2 separate regions of the Triticum aestivum genome follow, and region 2 is linked to region 1. The links are chromatin contacts, called in public Hi-C maps. All regions are on one chromosome and are shown on one strand. The core of a region is the stretch at or near the end of the contact, and the rest is flanking DNA. Distances in the headings are between cores, read along the strand shown. Region 1 holds the start of LOC123070860 (mitochondrial import inner membrane translocase subunit TIM50). Region 2 holds the start of LOC123070863.

What was found. A called contact is a pair of places that touch in the nucleus more often than the background predicts.
Region 2: a contact with region 1 is called in a Hi-C map of leaf, with 3 times the contacts expected there. The contact joins the promoter of LOC123070863 here to the promoter of LOC123070860 in region 1. A contact is called at or near these places in 2 of 5 Hi-C or Micro-C datasets (both in leaf).

The regions. Positions count from the first base shown.
Region 1 is chr3B:554,618,847-554,622,430 of IWGSC CS RefSeq v2.1, reverse strand. LOC123070860 (mitochondrial import inner membrane translocase subunit TIM50) reads left to right here and starts at 2,159. Exons shown (of 11, transcript XR_006433971.1): 1 at 2,159-2,657; 2 at 2,757-2,845; 3 at 3,276-3,312.
Region 2 is chr3B:554,801,050-554,804,378 of IWGSC CS RefSeq v2.1, reverse strand. LOC123070863 reads left to right here and starts at 1,845. Exons shown (of 8, transcript XM_044494243.1): 1 at 1,845-2,046; 2 at 2,138-2,220; 3 at 2,313-2,351; 4 at 2,449-2,501; 5 at 2,595-2,658; 6 at 2,779-2,821; 7 at 2,907-2,954. The coding sequence starts at 1,966.

The DNA of each region.
Region 1 (3,584 bases), core at 910-3,409:
CTGAAACACAAAGCCGAGTAAGTAGGTTGTTTGCGTATGGGATAAAAGGGGACTTGATGCTTTAATGCTATGGTTGGGTTTTACCTTAATGAATCTTTAGTAGTTGCGGATGCTTGCTAGAGTTCCAATCATAAGTGCATAGAATTCCAAGTAAGGGATGATATGTTAGTTTATGCCTCTCCCTCAAATAGAATTGCAATAGTGATTATCGGTCTAGTAACGTAGTCAGTTGCTTAGGGACAATTCCACAATTCCTACCATCACTTTTCCACACTTGCTATATTTACTTTATTGCATCTTTATCTAAACAACCCCTAGTTTATGTTTACGTGTTCTTTATCATCTTGCAAACCTATCCTATCACACCTACAAAGTACTTCTAGTTTCATACTTGTTCTAGGTAAAGCGAATATCAAGCGTGCGTAGAGTTGTATCGGTGGTCGATAGAACTTGAGGGAATATTTATTCTACCTTTAGCTCCTCGTTGGGTTCGACACTCTTACTTATCGAAAACTGTTGCGATCCCCTATACTTGTGGGTTATCAGGGTCTCGCAAGTTCAATTCATTGATCACCCCTGAAGATGGGACGACGGAAAATGAGGGCGGCTGATTATAGAGCGTGCGCATGCGATGCGGGCTGAGGGTTTGTTAGACCGGTTGGTGGTCCCGGCTAGCCGGTGGGCAGCTTGGTGAGGCCACCGGATTACATGGTATTTCTTGGCGCGAGGTCATGGCATATCATCAACCTTGTAGGTTTGGCGACGGTGTTCGTCGGGAAGGTGGCTCTGGGTTGGTTCATGTATTTATTTTCTAAGGCTTTGTTGAATAATATAATAAAGATGGTCGTGTGCATCGCTCGGTACTGAGATCGGGGGTTATCCACCTTTTTGAAAAAAAATGAATTTGCAATATATGTGCATCACCCGGTCAGAATTTTTTTCTCACCAAGCTTTCATCCCAGCTTCATGTCACTAGGATAGTTTGGTCTGTGACGCAATGAAGGAAATTAGGACCTTGTGGCATGATACTTTCTTGGACCAGGTCATAGGAACCCTTGGGGCGGACCATATTTTTACATTTGTGCCATGATCAATACACCAATTATAACCTTGCCTAACCAAGTCCACACCATGTAAAATGCTACACCACGAGTAAGAGTTGTCGTCTCTAGGTTGGGCGTCAAGATGTGCTCATTAGGATATCTCGCCTTCAGGATCTTAGCACAAGGCTTTTTGAAGAAGTTAAGGCAGAAGACAAGGATGGTGCTATGTATCGCTTTTAGCGATACACATCAAGGCATTGCTCACCTGACGATAAAATGTCGTTACTGCAGTTTGGTGGGCCCATCAATTGCGCCGTCTCTCCTATGGCGTAGCGTGATATTTTTCGACAGTCGTCAACACAGTGTGAAAAAAAGAAAAAATGGGTACATTGTGTGTGTATGTGGGCACTAAAAAAGTCCTTTTCCTTTTTAAAATAATTTATTTCAATAAAACCGTTAGTTTGCGAATTTTAAAAAAATTCTTGAATTGGAAAAGTATTCATGAATTCGAAAAATGTTCACGAAATGAAAATGTTCACAAATCTAAAATACTACGGATTTCTGAAATATTCATTTTAAAAAAAAATCAGGAATTTGAAAAAACTATCTTGTTTTTATAAATATTCACGATTTAAGAAAACATACACAATTTAAAAAATGTGCGCTAATTGTTTAAAAACAGTGAGCTAAAAATAAAATTCAAAACATAAAAGGGAAAAAGGAAACACAAAAAAAACAGAAAGAAAACCGGAAAACGAAGTAATAAATATAAAAATAAAGAACAAAACTGGATGAAGGTTCCGGAACCTTCCCAAAACCGGGTAGGATGTTCTGGAAACTTTCTAAAACAGCTTAATACTTCTCTACACTCCCGCTAATGGGCCGGCCTGTAGGCGAGGAATATATATTATACTGCTCGTGGCGGGCGATATATATATATATATAGCTATCGCGCAGAAAACAAAAAAATTCAAGAAGGCCGAACACGAAATTAAACTGGGCCACGTCCCTACCTAGCGCGCCGGCATCTGGCCCGCATGCCTGTGGCCTGCCCCCCTCCGAAACAAAACGCATCGTCCACGCATATGCCACTCTCCCGAGCCCTGGAGAAATTGCTAGCCGCTGACAAGTGGGGAACAGCTTGCAACAGTCAGCCCCCGAGACCCCGACTCCTCCACCTCCTTCGCCCATCGCCTCGCCGCCGCCTCCCTCGCTCCTCTCCCCTCCCTTCTCGGGCTCGGGCGCCTCCTCCAGTACAGTCAGTCCCCGTCTCCCCTTAAACCCTCGGCGCGAACCCGAGGACCCCTTCCACATTCCTTGCCCCTCTCGCAAGCCCCGCCATGTCCCGCATCGCGAGGTCGCGCCTCGCCCTCACGCTCAGGTCCTCCGCCGCCCCCTTCTCCACCATTTCACCCGCCGCCGCCGGCGCATCCCTCGCTTCGAAGGAGGCGCCTGCCGCCGCCGACGCATCTTCCGCTCCCAAGGAGGCCGCCGCCGCTGGCGATCCCTCCCCGGCACCGCCTTCGGGGGCCCGCAGTTCCTTCGGTCTGCTCAAGGCCGGTATCTTCACCGCTGTCACCGCCGCTCTCGGCGCCACAGGCTATGTCACATACGGTGCGATCTCCGATCCGTATTCCTCCGCAGGATCGCTCGGTTTGGCCTGGTGTCGCGCGTGTGATTCGTAGGGGGTGATTCGTGTTTTCGTCTCTGTAGCTTATTCCGTGGATGAAGTGGATCAGATGACGCGGGAGTTCCGGAAGAACTCGAAGCTCCCAATCAGCGAGGACTTGTCCGGCTTTGAGGTTACATATCATGTTTTTGGGTGCTCGTGTTGTTTTATCCTGTTGTTTGGTCAGTTCCGTACGTGACTGCACAAACATTAAGCAGCAGCATTTTGATGAGATTAGGAAATGTGAACTTGGGATCTGATGAGGTGTGCAATAAACTTGTAACATAGCATGCATGGTAGTAGTATTTTTTGTTGTTGTGATTTGCATCATCCCCTATGTAGGAGCTTACACTTTCTGGAATAAAATATTTGGTTGTTTGGTTCGAGTAGCAAGGAATTGGCATGTATTAGAAGGATGCGGAAATCTTTTGGTCTGGAAGATGATGTTCTATGGGAGGCTTGCATTGTGGTGGTTTGAGAAAACGTAGTGTACATCAATAACTTTCTCCACTAGATATCAACCGTCAATCTTGTCTGACAATAATGACTTTTCATGTGTGCAGAAGTTTAAGGCTACGGCTTATTCAGAAACTATGAAAGGTAGGGACTACTGCACACTCATTCCTTGTCTTTACTGTTACCTCTTGGATACGGATTGCCAAATATCGTCCAGACATTTTCTTCATCCACCTAATGAGCAACTCACTATCCTGTTATGATTGCTTGGTACATAAACTGGCAGCTTCCAGGCAACCTTGGATAGTTTTCCTCACACACCAGTGAATAACCAAGTCTCTTCACTTTTAAGTAGTATACAGTGGCTAGGGAACACGTTTCTTTATTAACAGGAGCTTGCTTATCGTTAGACTGTA
Region 2 (3,329 bases), core at 596-3,095, 180 kb before region 1:
AATGTTCGCGAATTCAAAAAAATCACAATGTTAATGAAGAATTCAAAAAATGCTCATGAATTCGAAATAAACAACTTTTAAAAAAAGAGAATAATTTATTAAATACTGAACAAAATGTTGAAAAATTTCATCAATTTTTAAAATTTATGAACATTATCTTCAAATTCTGAATAATTTTTGAAATTCCAAAAGATGTGAACATTTTTAAATTCATGGAAATTTCCAAATTTTCAAACAATTTTATGAACATTTTTGGAAATTCAATAATTTTTAAACCATAAAAAAATAAACACAAACTAATCAAGAATAAAAAAACAAAATGAAACAAGTGAAGACAATAGCCAAAAAAAAAGGGTGGTGGGGGTGGGGGGGACTGGCCAATAAGCCCGAAAAACTAGAAGAAGAAAAATCCAAAATTGCTACCCGAACGCTTCCTACTCTCACTAATGGGTCGAGTTGCCAGGAGCAATGAGCACTACGATCGACCGATGGTCTATAAAGTAAATTGCCCAAACCATAGGTTAGTAGAAAACATGAGTTTACATTTTTTTTTCTGTAAAAAACACCATGGGTAACGTAAATATTTTGACAAATAATATTGATCGATGGATTAGGCTTGTTTGAGCGTGTTTATGAGTGGATCCCATTTTTCGCTGACATGGCAATAGTGGTTTCCAGAAAAGGGCGTTAGATGGGGTTTAAAGCAAAAATAAGCCCCCAACCTTTGTCCCAATGAAGCACATGCCCTTCTACTGCATCACCATGGTTCTCACCCCTCCACCACGGCGCCCCACGCCGGCTTCGGCGACATCCGCCTCCATCGCCGCCATGCGATGCTGCTCGCCGCGGTCTCATACTCTTCTGCTGCTACTAAATGTGGTGCGCCTCGTACTGTGCTCATGACCATAACGGTGACGACCATGGCAGGGACAGTCGTGGATGCGCGAGATGACCGATGAGGATGGCCTACTTGCATATGCTCCTGCATTGGGCGTGAGCCTGGCTGTGAGGCAACACAACAACGCGGTGTTGGCGCGTCGTCCAGGAGCCCGAAGGAAGCACTCTCTGCTCATGGGGGGAATCAAGCTCAGCTCCGCAGAGGGAGTTCGCGGCCGGAGCCAGAGAAGAAGAGCGTGTGAGGGGCGAGGCGACGCTCCGGTAGCAATTGCAGCCGATGCAGCGGGACAACGTGCGCATCCAGGGGCTTACCCTGGTCGTCGAGATCAAGATCGAGCTCCTCAGTTGTCCTCCTCCTTCTCCCACTGCCTCCATCCGTCGGTGAGGTCCATCCGCCGTCCCAAGCCTCCATCGATGCCCCAAGCTACCGATGAGAGCCTGGGCGACGCCGCCCCAAACCTACAGGGTTTATGCACGTGGGGGGCTAATTGCGTTTTTCTTTTTGATTCAGGGGTGTCTATATAAAAATTCTAGGGACTGGTTTATAAATTCAGATTAAAACTCATCTTGCACAAAATGTTATGCCACGTAAGCAGAAAAGTGGACCCACCTGTCATAAACATGCTCAAACGAGCCTAATCCGTCGATCATTGTTGTTTGTCAAGAGATTATGCTAGACATGGTATTTTTTGTCAAAACAAAATGTAACCTCATATTTTCTGCTAACCCTCAATGTGGTGGGTTTGTGCAATTTACTCATAGTCTATTTTTTTAGACAAACTCACAGTCTAATTTTGGTTTTAGAGGACTCACAGTCTAAATATTGCCTGTCTGGAACAGTTGGGCCGTCAAACTATTGGACCTGTGTTTTCCGGAGCCCAAAGTTGTAAATTTGTCTCTCGCTCCAGGGCTTGGGCCGACGCCCATTAGACGTAGTTGTTGGATCCCACACGATTACAGGTAAGCCTCTCGGTACGCCGCGCAGCCGCCGCAGCGAGGTTTTAGGGGTAAGCACAGAGAGAGGACTCCCGGCGGCGGCGCGAAGCGGAGAGAGAAAGAGGCAGAGAGATGTCGAAGCGGCAGGGTCCCCCGAAGCACCAGAACGCCTACGCATGGAAGCCCAACCTCGGCCGGAAGATCAACGAGACCGTAAGCCCGCGACCCGCCTCCCTCCCCTCCCCGTCTTCTTTTCCGTTCTTGTGGGACCTAACCGCTGCAACCATCGCCGCTGCTCGCGCAGGAGCCCGGAGGCAGGTTCCGGCCTTTGTCGGAGATCACCGGCGTCTGCCAGCGCTGCCGGGACCAAATCGACTGGAAGCGCAAGTATGGGGTTCTCCCTCCTTAGTTATATTCATTCATTAGGTCGTTGGTTTACTTGTGTTCCTTGGTCCGATCTGTTCGTCTTCCTTTTGCAGATACGGCAAGTACAAGCCGATTGTTGAGCCTGCAAAATGGTAGCTTTCTTGCCTGCCTGGTTACCGCACAGTATTTGGGAACGGTTGTAAGAGGGGATTGTGATGGATGCCTATGGTTTTCTTTTTATTTTTGCAGCCAGAAGTGCAGTAAACGAAACGTTCGGCAGGCGTACCACAACGTCTGCACAGGTGAATTTCGGCTGCTTGGCGATGTCTCTCGCCATGGTGGTGCTGGTGTGTCGTTTGATTGACACTGATATGTGTGATCTCTGCTCAATGCAGGTTGCTCCAAGGAGCTTGGGATTTGTGCCAAGTGCTGCACCTCTGTTAAGCAGCTTGTTGGAAGGTGATCCCCGCTATTTCATTTTATTGTTACAGTAGTACGGGTGCAGCTACACCATGGCTGGAATTTGAACTGTGTTTTATTTTATTTTACGTGTTGTAACGATTCAGTGTTGTCCTGTAGGGATGCTGAGGAAGCAAACAGTGAGCGCAAAGAACTAGAGGAGGTTTGATTCTTCTACATTGGAAGAGGATTGTTGTGAACCTTGAGAAATCCATTTGTTTTGTGCTGACCAGTGAAATGTTTTATAGGCCATCAGATATGCTAGGGAGAGGGAACGACGGACACTTCTTCGCCTTGTGAGTACTTGCTATTTAATTTTTATTGCTGGATAAATTTAATTTCCGTGCACTTACGCTTCTGTGTATGCTCTCCTTGATGTTAGTTCTTAACTGGCCTAGGAAGCCCATAAGTCCGAAATCTGAATAAAGGACCCCCTCTATTCTTCTTGAAATTTGGACTACAGGAAAACTTGAGGGGTATAGAAAAAACTTCCCTTAATCCACATCGCGAACTAAATAGAAGGTTCCATGCCTCAATTTTGAGCCTAGCACAATAAGATAGACATTCTAATTTTTCCTTCTGCACGCAAATGAAGGAGAATCCTAGCACGAATCCTCTGATCTTTAGCTTGAATGAGCGTGTTTAACATAACTAGTTTTTCCTTCTCTTTA